2 separate regions of the Mus musculus genome follow, and region 1 is linked to region 2. Evidence: chromatin contacts called from public promoter capture Hi-C data. All regions are on one chromosome and are shown on one strand. The core of a region is the stretch at or near the end of the contact, and the rest is flanking DNA. Distances in the headings are between cores, read along the strand shown.

What was found. Promoter capture Hi-C pulls out the DNA fragments that hold promoters and counts their contacts.
Region 1: a contact with region 2 is called in a promoter capture Hi-C map of pre-B cells, with 2.3 times the contacts expected there. The contact joins the promoter of Tnpo2 here to the promoter of Asf1b in region 2. A contact is called at or near these places in 6 of 39 promoter capture datasets (the C10 cell line, cranial neural crest, frontonasal cranial neural crest and 3 more), 2 of 115 datasets of contacts at active chromatin or transcription factors (embryonic forebrain and large pre-B cells) and 1 of 9 other capture datasets (adipose tissue).

Annotation. Positions count from the first base shown.
Region 1 is chr8:85,032,738-85,039,454 of GRCm38.p6, forward strand. Tnpo2 (transportin 2 (importin 3, karyopherin beta 2b)) reads left to right here and starts at 4,156. Exons shown (of 25, transcript NM_001364032.1): 1 at 4,156-4,240; 2 at 5,598-5,752. The coding sequence starts at 5,654.
Region 2 is chr8:83,949,683-83,957,082 of GRCm38.p6, forward strand. Asf1b (anti-silencing function 1B histone chaperone) reads left to right here and starts at 6,012. Exons shown (of 4, transcript NM_024184.2): 1 at 6,012-6,255. The coding sequence starts at 6,147. Gm10644 (predicted gene 10644) reads right to left here and starts at 5,651. Exons shown (of 5, transcript NR_169070.1): 1 at 5,421-5,651.

The DNA of each region.
Region 1 (6,717 bases), core at 2,906-5,405, 1.1 Mb after region 2:
TGGAGATGGAGCCTATTTTCTAGTGTGTGCTGGCAAGTACACTAACCTTGACCTACATTTTGGAGGCCTTGTTTAAAAATTAGACTGGAGCTGGAGAGGCAGCTCACTGGTTTTCGAGTACTTGCTGTTCTTGTAGAGGACCTGGGTTTGGTTCCCCTGGAGCTGTTAATAGGTAGGTTTCTTGTTGCCTGATATAGAAGTCTGATAGATTAGGTCTTTTGCAAGAGCAGTACATGAGATGTCTTTCCAGCCCTTGTATCATGTTTTTTTAAGTTACATATTTGTGTGTGTGTGTGTATGCATGTTGCACACATATCTGCTGTGGCATGTGGAGGTCACAAGACTTGCCTCAAGTCAGTTCTCTTCCACCTTGTTGGATGGAACTCAGGTTGTTTGGCTTGGTGCCTGCTGCCTTAATCTGTTGAGCCATCTTTCCAACCTTCCCTGGACACTCCCTCTGAATAGCTGAGATGGAATGCAAGTTCTCATGCATGTTGGGCGGCTACTAGACACCATGAGTTACACATTTTAAACCAAAAGTGTTTGTGATAGATACTCAGGCAGAGAGACTATTGTAAATTAAGCGTTTATGTTCTCCCATCAGATTTGAAGTTGGGCATGAGTTGAATGCTTTTAGTTGACATCAAGTAAATGTATAGGGTCACTGTGAGAATTGCATAGGAAAAAACTGGAAACTTCATGGCAGGGAATATACAAGGAGGGAAGGGAGAACCCAGCATAGTGGTCTGAGGTAGGTGGATAGTTTTAAGAACCAAGGAGTGTACCTGGAGGGATCCATGGCCCCAGATACAAATGTAGCAGAGGATGGATGGCCTTGCTGAACAGCAACAGGAGGGAGGCTCTTGGTCAGGGGAGGTTTGATGCCCCAGTGAGTGAGTGGGTGGGTGGGGGGTTAGTGGCAGGGTAACCAGGAAGTGGGATAACATTTGAGATTTAAGTGAATGGAATGATTAATTAAAAAAAAAAGACTAACATGGGCAGTACAGGAAGACACTTCATCAAAACAAAAACAAGCAGGGAAACTTCTGATTCAAAGTCTTACAGAGAAAGGAAAGACTACTAAACTCTGTAGCAGTCACACCTAGTATGTATGCCCTCAGGGGGCTAATGAAGGCAGGAAGACTACAAGGTTGAGGAGGCCAGCCTGGGTTATGGAGGTAGACCTTGCCTCAGAAAAATCAATCCCTGTCTTAGCATTCTGTCTAAGCTCCACCCCACAGTTACCTGGCAATAGCCAGGTAGGCTGACCCACTTTAAAAGGAGCTGCTCAGCCCCTCCTCCCTCTTGTTCTTCCCTTCTAGAGCCTGCTCTGTCCCCTCCCCCCTTCTCCCTCCTTCCCTCACTCTCCATGTGCTCATGGCTGGCCTCTCTTCTCTGCCTTTACTACTATCTTGACTCCCCTCCCCATGCCCGGAATAAAAACTCTATTCTATACTATACCCTCATGTGGCTGGTCCCTCAGGGGGAATGGATGCCTCAGCATGGGCCCACTGAGACATCCCCTTCTCCCATACCTCACTACCCCTCCATAGAACATATCTCCTTACTCTTTATCTTTTTACAAACACATCACCTAAGGCCCACATAGCGAGAATCAGCTCTGCAAGTTGCCACTCAAAGCATTTGAATTCAAACACCTTTTTAAAAAAATTATTGTCTGCATTTCATAACTTACATAGCCTCTACCTGGAGTCAAAGCCCTCCCTTGATTAAAAAACAATAAACCACGCCCCCCCCCAAGAAAAAAGCCAAACAGAAACTACTGTGAACCTTCCGACTCTCCAATCTCCAGTTTAACAGCCAACTTGCAAGAACCCGGACCAGCCCATCTTCACGAATAAAAACTTGAGTTTTAGCTGGGCGTAGTGGCGCACGCCTTTAATCCCAGCACTCGGGAGGCAGAGGCAGGCGGATTTCTGAGTTCGAGGCCAGCCTGGTCTACAAAGTGAGTTCCAGGACAGCCAGGGCTACACAGAGAAACCCTGTCTCGAACCCCCCCCCCCCCCCGCCCCAAATTGAGATTTAGATACAGGGCATCTTGGGATTTGTAGTTTCAAGCCTCACCGGAGCGTGAGAAGTAGTGTGAGAAAGCTCTGCGCATGCGTAGGGTGGCTATCCACACGTGTCGTTAAAGGGTTTCTGTTTATATTGAGTCGCTAGTCCGTTGCGGAAGTTTCCCTTGATTTTCTCAACAGAGGCTTGCAATATTTCAATTCTTGCTTTTTCATGACTGAAGGTTGCTGGGACTGATCGTGCCAATGGGGAGTGGGCTAAGTTGTTTTCAAGTTGAGGCATTCCCATAGACCTGTCCCTCACCTGAAGGTCAAAACAAAGAAACCACAGCAAAACCTATCAAAGGCCTCGGTAGTACTTTGGGATTCGAATCATGGTTACTTTAGTAAATATTGGTTTAAGCAGGGCGAGAAGAAAACGAACCTGCAGTCAACTGGGGAGCTGTGCTTAGAGCTACATTTTCAAATAATTTATGATTTGAATCATTATTGCTCAATAAGCTTAAGGTCAGGTAAGCATAATTTGGATGGATCATCTCTAACGGAGCAAATTATGCTATATCCACTGAGATAGAGGTGCGGCTGAAGAGTGAATCCCTTATCGGCGGTAGGACTAGGAGGGGATGGAGACGGGAAGGGGGTAGAAGAAAGCACCAGGGTCTCCAATTCTATAATGGTGTACGGCTGAAAAGGAAAAACTACTGAATTCAAACGGCAGAAGCATTCATGACCTGGCTCTTGCCTAAATTGCTCTGGGCAATCCTCATCTCACTTTTAAGGTAGGTTAAGGGATTAGGTCTTCTGATCGAATTTAGCTGCCTTGTTTTATTTTAGAAGTTATTGCCAGGGGCTGAATAAGATGACTCAGCGATTAAGTGCACTTGTTGCTTTGCTACAGGACCCTGGTTTTGAGTGCCAGCAATCGTATATGGCAGCTCACAACTGTCTTGTAGCTCTAGTTCCAGGAGATTCAACACCTGACTGTCTCGTCAGAAACGTGATGCAGACATAAATGCAGGCAAAACAAACATAAATCCGGTGGCGCATGCCTTGAATCCCAGCACTTGGGAGGCAGAGGCTGGCGGATTCTCAGTTCGAGGACAGCCTGGACTACAGATTGAGTTCCAGGACAGCCAGAGCTACACAGAGAAACCCTGTCACGAAAAACAGAACAAAAAATGGCCACGTGTTATTTTTCAGTCCCATGTAAAAAGTGTTTAAACAGCATTGAACAATAACAGGACAGTTGCTCTAGTAAAATCCAGCACCGCCAGCTGCCTGCCCTGCTCTTTACGTCGGTGTAGTGCTGTTTAGGGGAGCGAAAGAGAAAGTTACATTTTAACCCCCTCCCCCAGTTTCTCTGTGTAGCCTTGGCTGTCCTGGAACCAGTTCCATAGATCAGGGAGTGCTGGGGTTAAAGGGGTGCGCCGCCACTGCCCGGCTTCATTTTAACTTATTTTTGATCAAAGGGTTTTGTGATGTAGCTTTCCTGGCACCAGAGGGGTCTACTGTTGCCTTATTCCCTATCCCTGCCCTCCCTCCCTCCCAATCCAGTTCTGAGGCACGCCGGACTGCGGAACAGTTTAAATTTTAGGGAGTTGTAGTAAGGACACGGTTAGCTGTAGTTGAAGGATTCCTAGGTCCATTACACACCGAAAACACCCATGCACTACTAAATTTCTAGCTCCAGCAAAATCTGCAACTCAGTGGGGCTGGGGCCAGTTAAGAGTACTGTGGGCTCTCGTAGAGGACCCAGGTTTGATTTCAGCATCCACATGGCTCACCACCACCAGCTTCACAGGCATCCAATGCAATCTTCTGATCCCCACGGCACTGCGCGCACATGGTTCAGACAAAAATACCAATATACGTTAAAGAAGAAAGAAGAAAGCTGCAGTAAGGAAAAGGAAACGAGACGCTGGGAGGACCTAATGGCAAGAGAGGCCTAGAGGCGGTACTTATTCTCTCACGTGACTCAACTTGGCCAGGGCCACTCTGTGCCAGATCACGTGTGAGTGCTTCGCTCTCCGATTGGCTTTGGTAGGCCAGTTTGAACGGCGTACGGAAGCCGAAATTGTTCATTTCGGCCGCGTTTAATTTTTTTTTTTTTTTTTTTTTTTTAATTCCCTGCCTCTGGCTCCCTCCTTCCGCGCGAGCCTCTGGAGAAGCTGCAGCACTTAGGCGCCGCCGCTGCCTCCCGGGGCCTGGTAGGTGGGCCTCGCTCGGCCGGGGCCCCTTGGCTTCAGCTCGCCTCGAACCTCCCTGGGTTCTGGGCCTGCGCCGCGCGCCGCCCAGGCGTCGGGGTCGCGCCCGGCTGAGAGGCGGGGTACCGGGTTGGGCCAGCTCTCGAGGCCGGCAGAACGGGCCGGGCGGGGGAGGGGGAGCTGATCTGATCTCAAGGGGTGGGGCCTCGGCGCCCGGGCAGGTTCGGGTGCCACGAGATGCGGGCCAGTGGGGCGGCTGGGGTCGGGCTGGAGGGGCGCTGATTGGGGGAATCGTCGGGGGACGTCGCGTGGATCGGGTGTGTGTGGGGATCTGTTTCGGCGGGGCTTGGTTGGGTCTGATTCGGGGGAGACAGCCTTGAAAGTTGAGAGGGGAAGGTTGTTTAGTCCTAATAGGGAGGGGCGTCAGACTTGAGACCAGAGGGCTTTGCTGAGTCTGGCTGCGAGGCGGTGGTGGGATCCGTTGAGGGTAGCGCACCGGGCGGGTGTTTGTGCGGGACTCTGTAAGGGAAGCTGCAGGGATTGGACGGATGGGGTCTCCGACGTGAAGTGATCGGGGGTGAGGGGGTGGGAGGGGGCTTAGGGGAATTTGATTGGGGGAGCTGCCAGAGGTCCGTCAGCATTAATTCCTGCTGACTGGGGCGGAGGGTAAGAGCTAGAGAAGCTTGGCCAGATCTGATTGGGGGCAGGCAGCGGGCATTGGGGGCTTTGGTCGTGGGTTGGGTGATTCTGACTGGCTCTCATTCAAAGAGACATTGGAAACCTATCGGGTATTGCTTGTATTCTGGTTAAGGAGGGTCACAGGGCCGCGTCTAGGTCAGAAAGGGGGCCATGTGGCGTCTACTGAGCTTGTAGAGCCGGTTTAGAAGAGGGAGCAGGGATGAGCAAGATCTGGGCGCTTAGGGACCTAGAGGAGCTCAGAAATCTAGGAGGCGGCTGGCATCTAGTGGAGCTGGAAGGCTGGATTTTGGGGAAGGGAATCCTCGTGGACTGAGCCTTCACCTGAAAGACCGCTGGGGCGGGGCCCCTCGCCCTGGAGGGAGGCGGAAGCCGTGAGGCCCGTAACCGGGGGCGGCGGTGGCGTGGATCGCTTTGGAAAGAGGGTTCCTCGTTAGGCTCGATGTGGATCCGTCGCGCCCCCGCCGCTGGTCCTGATGGCCCGCTTTTATATTCCCCCCACTCGCACTCCCGAGCCCGCGACTGCGTGGCCGAGGATGGCTTAGCTGGCGGGGACCCCGCACTTGGACAGGCGCGGATTGGAGGCCTCCGCTTCTCGGCGGAGAGCGCTTGCGTCTGCATGCAGCCGCCTCTGCCTCGGGGACTCAACTTGGGTCTCACACAGAACTCCAGCGACCCAGCGCTGATCCAGGCTCCTACCCCTGCAGTTCGCCTTGCGCCATGGACTGGCAGCCAGACGAGCAGGGCCTGCAGCAGGTCTTGCAGCTTCTCAAAGACTCGCAGTCGCCCAACACAGCTACTCAGCGCATTGTGCAGGATGTATCCTTCTTTCCTTCCGGGGCTCACGGAACAGTGCCGATGTCTGCACCTCGTGAAGGCCAGAGAGGGAGGGACTACTTCTTGATTCCCAGACTTTTTCTGCTGAGAGAGAACATGAATTAAAGGTTTAGGTCTTTGGTTCCATTTCTGGAGTGGAGAAAATGATGGGCATGTCTGATGTTCACTGAGTACTTAATCCTGTAACTGTTGAGTGTTGGTAACTTTCCTTTAACAGACGGGAACCTGGAGGCTTAAACAGGGAAAATGCCTCAGCAAGGACCCAGGGTTAAGAAGTCCAGCCATCGCAGATTTTAGTGGTATGCCTTGTCAGAATGAGGGTAGATAGGTAGGGACGTTGGAGTTGCAACATGAGTGTTTTTGAAGTTGAAAACTTTTTTCCTAAGAGCTCTTTATATCATATACATATATATGTAGATAGATATAGATTAGTTTTGTTATTAATTTGATACACCTATGAAGAGGGGCCTTCAGTTGAAAAATTATCTCAATCAGATTGGCCTGTGGGCATGGCTGTGGGAAATTTTCTTGATAATAATTGATGCTGGTCTGTATAAGAAAGGTTGGTGGATGTGAGTCGGGGAAGGAACCAGTAAGCAGCTTTATGCAGAGGTTTCTTCTTCAGTTATATTCCTGGAGTTCCTACCTTGGGACTTCCCAATGATGAGCTAAAACAAACCCTTAGTGTTTTATCACAGCAACAGAGAAGCAAATTAGAGTAAGATCAGAATTTTAAATGATATATGGTCATGACAGCATCCACCTTTAATCACAGCGTTCAGGAGGCAGAAGCTAGTGAATCTCGGAGTTTAGGAGTAACCTGGTCTTATGAAAACTTTCTCAAATAAAAAAATTGAATGTTTGAAGCAGTATCAAATTTCACTTGAAAATGGGACTAGTCCATCACCTTTTCCTGCAGGGCTGAGACTGGAACATACAAGCCTAGA
Region 2 (7,400 bases), core at 4,762-7,261:
CAATTTGCCAGGGTTGTTAGCTAATGCTTTTCATCCGAGACCTTCAGAGGCAGAAGCAGGAGAACCTCGGGGAGCTCCAGGCTAGTCTGCTATACATGGTGAGCTTTCCAGGAAAGCCAGGGCTATGTAGAGAGGCCTTGTCTTAAAAACCAAAAATGGGGCTAGAGATATGGCTCAGTGGATAAGATCACAGACTGCTCTTCCAGAGGTCCTGAGTTCAATTCCCAGCAACTGCATGGTGGTTCACAACCATCTGTAATGGGATCCAATGTCCTTTTCTGGTGTCTGAAGACAGCTACAGTGTACTCATATACATAAAATAAATCTTTAAAAAATAAATAAGTAAATAAAATAAAAACCTAGCCAGGCAGTGGTGAAGCACACCTTTAATCCCAGCACTTGGGAGGCAGAGGCAGAGGCAGAGAGGCAGAGAGGCAGAGAGGCAGAGAGGCAGAGAGGCAGAGAGGCAGAGAGGCAGAGAGGCAGAGAGGCAGAGAGGCAGAGAGGCAGAGAGGCAGAGAGGCAGAGAGGCAGAGAGAGAGAGGCAGAGAGGCAGAGAGGCAGAGAGGCAGAGAGGCAGAGAGGCAGAGAGGCAGAGAGAGAGGCAGAGAGGCAGAGAGGCAGAGAGGCAGAGAGGCAGAGAGGCAGAAAGGCAGAGGCAGAGGCAGGCAGATTTCTGAGTTCGAGGCCAGCCTAGTTTACAGAGTGAGTTCCAGGACAGCCAGGGCTATACAGAGAAACCCTGTCTCAAAAAAACCAAACCAAACCAAACCAAACAAAAAAAATATTGGCAGTTTTACCTGTGTGTCAGGTCCCAGGTTAAGCTCTTGAGCCACAACACTAAGATGGGAGTCAGATGAGATTTCTGTTTTCTTATTCTTTTTAAGATTTATTTAGCCGGGCAGTGGTGGCGCACGCCTTTAATCCCAGCACTTGGGAGGCAGAGACAGGCGGATTTCTGAGTTCGAGGACAGCCTGGTCTACAAAGTGAGTTCCAGGACAGCCAAGACTATACAGAGAAACCCTGTCTCGAAAAACCAAAAAAAGAAAAAAGATTTATTTATTATTTTATGTATATGAGTGCACTATAGCTGTACAGATGGTTATGAGCCTTCATGTGGTTGTTGGGAATTGAATTTAGGACCTCTGCTTGCTCCAGTCAACCCCACTTGCTCCAGTCAGCCCTGCTTGCTCCTGTCAACTCTGCTCACTTAGTCGCTGCTTGCTCTGGCCCAAAGATTTATTTTATTATTTTACATAAGTACACTGTAGCTGTCTTCAGACACACCAGTAGAGGGTGTCAGATTTCATTACAGGTGGTTGTGAGTCACCATGTGGTTGCTGGTATTTGAACTCAGGACCTTCGGAAGAGCAGTCAGTGCTCTTAACCTGCTGAGCCATCTCACCAGCCCAGATTTCTGTTTTCAATCAGAAAATAATAATAATAATAATAAGACAAAGCCCAGTTCAAAACTAACAAAGTTCTGCAGCTGTAGCTCATTGTAGAGTGCTTGCCTAGCAAACCAAAGGACTAGGATTCCATTCCCCATAACTAGGAGATGGTGAGGGTCCTCAGATGTGATAGCCTCTACAAAGTAAAACCTTGTGTCAAAAAAAAAAAAAAAACAGGCTGGCAGGGCTGGAGAGCTGGCTCAGTGGGTACTGGGTGTGAGCACTTGGTGCTCTTGCAGAGATTGTTTTTAGCACTCATATGGTAGCTCACAGCTGTTTTCAGCTCCATTTCCAGAGGATCTAGTGCCCTCATCTGTCCTCTGTAGGCACCAGGCACACAAAGTGATATGTAGGCATATATACAGGTAAAATACTCATAACACACACACACACACAGAATTGTTGCAATGGTTTGGTGAATAATGGCACTTTCCTGATGGCCTGAGTTGGATCCCTGGGAGCCAGTTTCTACAATTTGTCCTCTGACTTCTGCATTCGAGCACACAAATAAAAATAAACAGGGGCTGGAAAGATGGCTTGATGTATAGGACCCTGGCTCAATTCTCAGCGCTCACAATACAGTTCACAGTCATCTGAAACTCCCACTTCCAAGAGATCTGACATGCTCTTCTGGCTTCTTTGTGTACCAAGCCTGCTACAGAGACATACATGTAGAAAAAACACTCATACATATATTTTTAAAAGTATCTAATAAATGCAATATACATGAGAAAACTAAGGCACAAAGAGGATGTGAGTAGCCTATGAGACTAACGAGTAGTAGATCCAGAGTATAAAAATAAGAAGGACCATATGAGATAAGGTGGTCTGAGGAACCTTCTGAGGACATTCCTGATAGTGGAGATGAGACAGCAAGTGATTACCCAGGGAAAACATAATCTACGCAAAGGGAACAGTAAGTGCGAAGCCCCAAAGCAGGACATCAGACTGGTGTTGAAAGAGAAGAAATAAAGCCAGCAAGGTTTTGAGTAGTGACAGGAAACTGGACAATGAGGGTGGTGAGGTTAGCCAGGGCCACCATGAAGGGCCTCTTGAACCATAGTAAAGATCTTAGGTTTCATTCTAAGCAGGATAAGCCTTTGAAGGTTTTAAGCAGAATAATAACATGATCTGGTTTATGGCTGAAGGTCATTCAGCTAGCTGTACCAAGAATGAAATGGACAGGACTTGCTTTATAAGTACCAGAGTATTGTGGCTAATAAGCTTTGCTGGGGTATGAAGAGGATGGGTGGAGGGATAAAGTAGCCCACAATGCAAACAGAGAGGAACAAACTTGGCTTATGTCTAGGAAATATATGGCAACTCCATCATTAATTCATCTTACTTTCTGAGACAATGCATTACTATATAGTTCAGGCTGGCCTCAAAATTGTGTACAATCCTATCTTTATCTTCTCAAGTGCTAAGACCTAACTACTTCATTTCAGTTCTGGGGCTAAATTGCCCCCCTTTTCCAGAGTCAGGATTTCTCTGTGTAGCCCAGGCTGCCCTGGAACTTGCTCTGTAGACCAGGCTGGCTTCAAACTCAGAGATTCACATGCATATGCCTCCTAAGTGCTGGGAATAAAGGTGTGCACCATCAACGGACAGACCAACTGACTGGCAGGCGAGCTTTTAAAGATGTAGTTGTTTTAGTTAACTTTTCTGTTGCTGAGAAACACAACAAAGGCAATTTATAAACAAAAATTTAATTTGGCTTAGAGTCCATGATGGTGGGAGTAGAAGCATGGTGGTAGGAAGAGCTGGGAGCTCACATCCTGAGTCACAAGCAGGAGGCAGAGAACATACAGAGAGAAAACCTGTTCCTAGTGATACACCACCTCCAAAAAGACCACACATCCTGAGCCTTCTTAAACAGTTCCACCATCTAGGAGCCAGGCACTCAAATATACAAGCATATGGGAGCCATTCTCATTTGAACCACCATACTTGGGAACAGTTGGGATTGAAGTACATGAACCCATAGTTTCTTTTTCCTTTTTTGTTCTTTTGGGGTGGGGGCACTGTGTATAGCTGGTTGTCCTGGAATGTCAGGAGTTCTCAAACTCACAGAGATCTTTCTGCTTCTGCCTCTTGAATGCTGAGATTAAAGGAGTGTGCCACTACACCCAGCTGTTTTTCTAAAGATTCATTTATTTTTATGTACTATTGTTTTGCTTGGCTATATGTATGCACAGCACATGACTGCCTAGTGTAATCAATGGTAAGAAGAGAGTTTTGGATCCCCTGGAGCTGAAGCTATCTATAGACGATTGTGAGTTGCCATGCCACCTGTAGGCTGGAAACCAAACTTGGGTCCTCTGGGGTTTCTTGTTTGGGTTTTGTTTTATTGTTTTTGTTGTTGTTGTTGTTTCAAGACAGTGTCTCTCTATGTTGTCTGGCTGTCCTGGAACTCAATCTGTAGACAAGGCTGGTCTCAAACTCACAGAGATCTGCCTGCCTCTTAATTGCTGAATAATTGTTCCAGCATTAAAATAAAAATCCTTAAATAATAAGGATATATATTCTTTTTTTTTTTTTTTTTTTTTTGGTTTTTCGAGACAGGGTTTCTCTGTATAGCCTTGGCTGTCCTGGAACTCACTTTGTAGACCAGGCTGGCCTCGAACTCAGAAATCTGCCTGCCTCTGCCTCCCGAGTGCTGGGATTAAAGGCGTGCACCACCACGCCCAGCTAAGAATATATATTCTTAAATATTATATACTTAAACAATATGAGTGCAGATGCTTACAGAGACCAGAGGACGGTATCAGATCCTTTGAAGCTAGAGCGGGTTGGAAGTCAGGTCCTCTGCAAGAGCAGTATACTCTTAAAGCACTGAACCACTTCTCTAGCCCTCAAATTCCTCATCTCACAAGAATGGCCTTGAACTCCTAACCTGCCTCCTAAGTGCTGAAATTACTGGCTTACATTTTCTTTTTTTTTTTAATATTTATTTATTTATTATATGTAAGTACACTGTAGCTGTCTTCAGACACACCAGAAGAGGGAGTCAGATCTTGTTACAGATGGTTGTAAGCCACCATGTGGTTGCTGGGATTTGAACTCAGGACCTTCAGAAGAGCAGTCGGGTGCTCTTACCTGCTGAGCCATCTCACCAGCCCCTTACATTTTCAACTATAAATTTTGTGAAATATAAAAGGTCAGATACCTCTTTCAAATAAAAGTGGACAGTCCCATGCTAGGTTACAGACCTGTTTGAAATGTGAAACACATACAGGATCCCAAAGACTTCTCAATGAGTAAAAAGGTGCAGGATAGCTCATTGGTGTTTTTAGAATGGTCATATTTGAAATGATTATTTTTGTCCTATTTAGTTAAGTGTCTATTAAAAATCATATTCATTGCTTCTTGGCCTTTTTGCATTGGCCAAGTATGAAAACTAATTTACTTACTTCCCCAAACTCACTGTGTAGATCAGGCTGGCCCACAGAAGTCTGCCTACCTCTGAGTCCTGAGATTAATGGCACGCATCTACCTTTCCATTTTGTTTTAACCTTTAAAAGATGTGATTGGTAAAGGTTGTGTAAGAAGCTATGACAGGGTATAAAGAACCAGAAAGTAAGGAGAAAAGGTAAGTTTCACAGACAGCGGCAGTTAACTGGTTTGGTTTTGGATCAGGGTTTCTCTGTGTAGCCCTGGCTGTCCTAGAACTTGCTCTGCAGACCAGGCTGGCCTCGAACTCACAGGTCCACCTGCCTCTGCCTCCCGTGTGCTGGGATAAAAAGCGTGCGTCACCGAGCCCGGGCTGAAAGACAGAGTGCAGAGGCAGGATTCAAACCCTGGTCTGTCCACGAACCAGAACTCCCTTCGGACTGAGACTCGATCCTGTATCCCCTCTCATCGCTACGCCATCTTGTCTCAGGGGTGATCTAAACCTTCTCGACAGTCTCCTCGACCATGATTTTCAAAGGTAGGAACCCCTCAGGGTAGTCCCCAGAAACGCTCACCTGCTGACAGCCGCCTAAACCGCCCAGGCCACTCTCTCCTCCTTAAAGCTTTTCACTGTGAGGGTGTGCGATTTCCACAGCTCTCCAGCCCGGCGTTCCTCACGCCCACCATAATAGCCAATCACGTCTCAGAAACCCGCTTACGGCCACGCCCACGATCGATACTCAATCACTGCGAGTGCGAGTGCCGTCTTCTCAGCGCGTTTTAGTGAGAGTCGCGCGCCACCGTTCGGCCGTTGGTGGCGCTGCTCTCTGTGAGGTGCGTCTACCGGAAAAGCGGAACGAGGGGCGGGGGATGCCGGTGCGGTAACCCTTGGGATTGGACAAGAGAAGTTCCGCGCTCTAACTCCGCCCACCCCGGAGCGAGCTATTCCAGTCGGAGACTCCAGGGATTGGTTCCCGATAGACCTTTACGAAGCTAAGAGATTAACGTTCCGCCTCCTGGGGCCCGTGAAGAGGGAGCTTCTCTGATTGGTCTGAGGGTCCAGGCGCGCGCCTGAAGACGCCTCGAGATTGGCTGATGGCTCGCGCCGTCATCGGTCCTTAGCGGCGATTGGCTGGAAGGCGGAGCCGGCTATTTGAAGGGAGCGCGCTGAGCGGAGGAGCGCTTCAGAGGGAAGAGTTGGGAGACGCAGGGAGGTTTCCGTCCTGTCGTCCCCCCCTTCTTCTCTGTCGCAAGTCACTGTGAAGAAGTCTCCACAGCAGCTGCGGCTCCCGGGCGCGGTGATGGCCAAGGTGTCGGTGCTGAATGTGGCTGTGCTGGAGAACCCGAGCCCTTTCCACAGCCCCTTCCGGTTCGAGATCAGCTTCGAATGCAGTGAGGCCCTGTCTGACGGTGAGGCCGGGCCTGAGCCGGGGACCCCAGACCCTCCTGCCCTCGGGGTTTCGCCACCCCCAATCTCCCGGGGCCAACTAGATCTCCCATTAGATACGCCTCCATGGCCCAGCTCCGGTCTCTCGGTGGAGCCGGCTCTGTCCAGTGTACATTGTCTGGTGGAGGCCTCGTCACCCTTCGTCTTGCACCGCTTGTCCTTGTACGCTTTCCCTGGAGACCCGCAGCCACGCCTTTTCCCTATGGCTAGACCCCGCGTTGATGCCCTTCCTCCTAAGAAACCATCCACGTGTCCTATGGAATCCCAACCTCCAGTCCCGTCCCCCCCCCTTTTCCTTGTGGGTATCTTTTCCTACAAAGCAGCCAGACTCTTCTGTTGCCCTGTCCGCCCATGTCAAGACCTTCTTCACCCCATGGCTCCCAAAAACCCCCTCCCCAGACAACTCCAGATTTGTCCCCCACAACTCCTGCTTGCCAACCGTAACAACATGGTGTTGCCTATAAGCCTTCTTCCTTTAGGTTAGTCCCAGATCCTATGTCTGAGCTCCCTCTGAGGAGAGATGGGGGCTTCTGACTCCAGGCTTTGTAGGTAACTTGGTCTCCCCAGCTCCTGGTCTGGGTGAATGTCCTGAGGTGAGGGGTGCCACAGCCAGGCAGGCCTCTTCCAGTTTCTGAGATTTCTACTAGCTGCCAGCTAACTCAGTGCAAGGAACCCCTCATCCCTTTTGATGGGCTGACCTTGTCTGGGGAGTGGGTGGACTGACCAAACAGGGATGGGATCCAACTTCCATCAACTGGGAGGCCACGGGCTTTTGTGGATCTTTCACAGAATGACTTAATTCATCTGTGGGACATAAAGGTGGACATGGCTCTCATCACACAGATGAGAGAACAAGAGCCATAAAGAGCAAAAGACTTTCAAATAAATCCATGAACATGTAAACTGTGAAGTCACTTTGGATTCTCAGCTCCCCAGCAAAAGGCAAGTCCTGTTTTCAGAGGACCTGCTTTCAACACTCCACGAGACCATTTCTCTACTGAGTGTTGAAAGGATGTAGCAGCTGAGGAGGTGGAGCTCTGAGAGCCTAGGCTGTGGCAACTAGTGCCTCTTGGTGGCTGTTGGTGGTATTCAGTTAAGGCCAGCCACT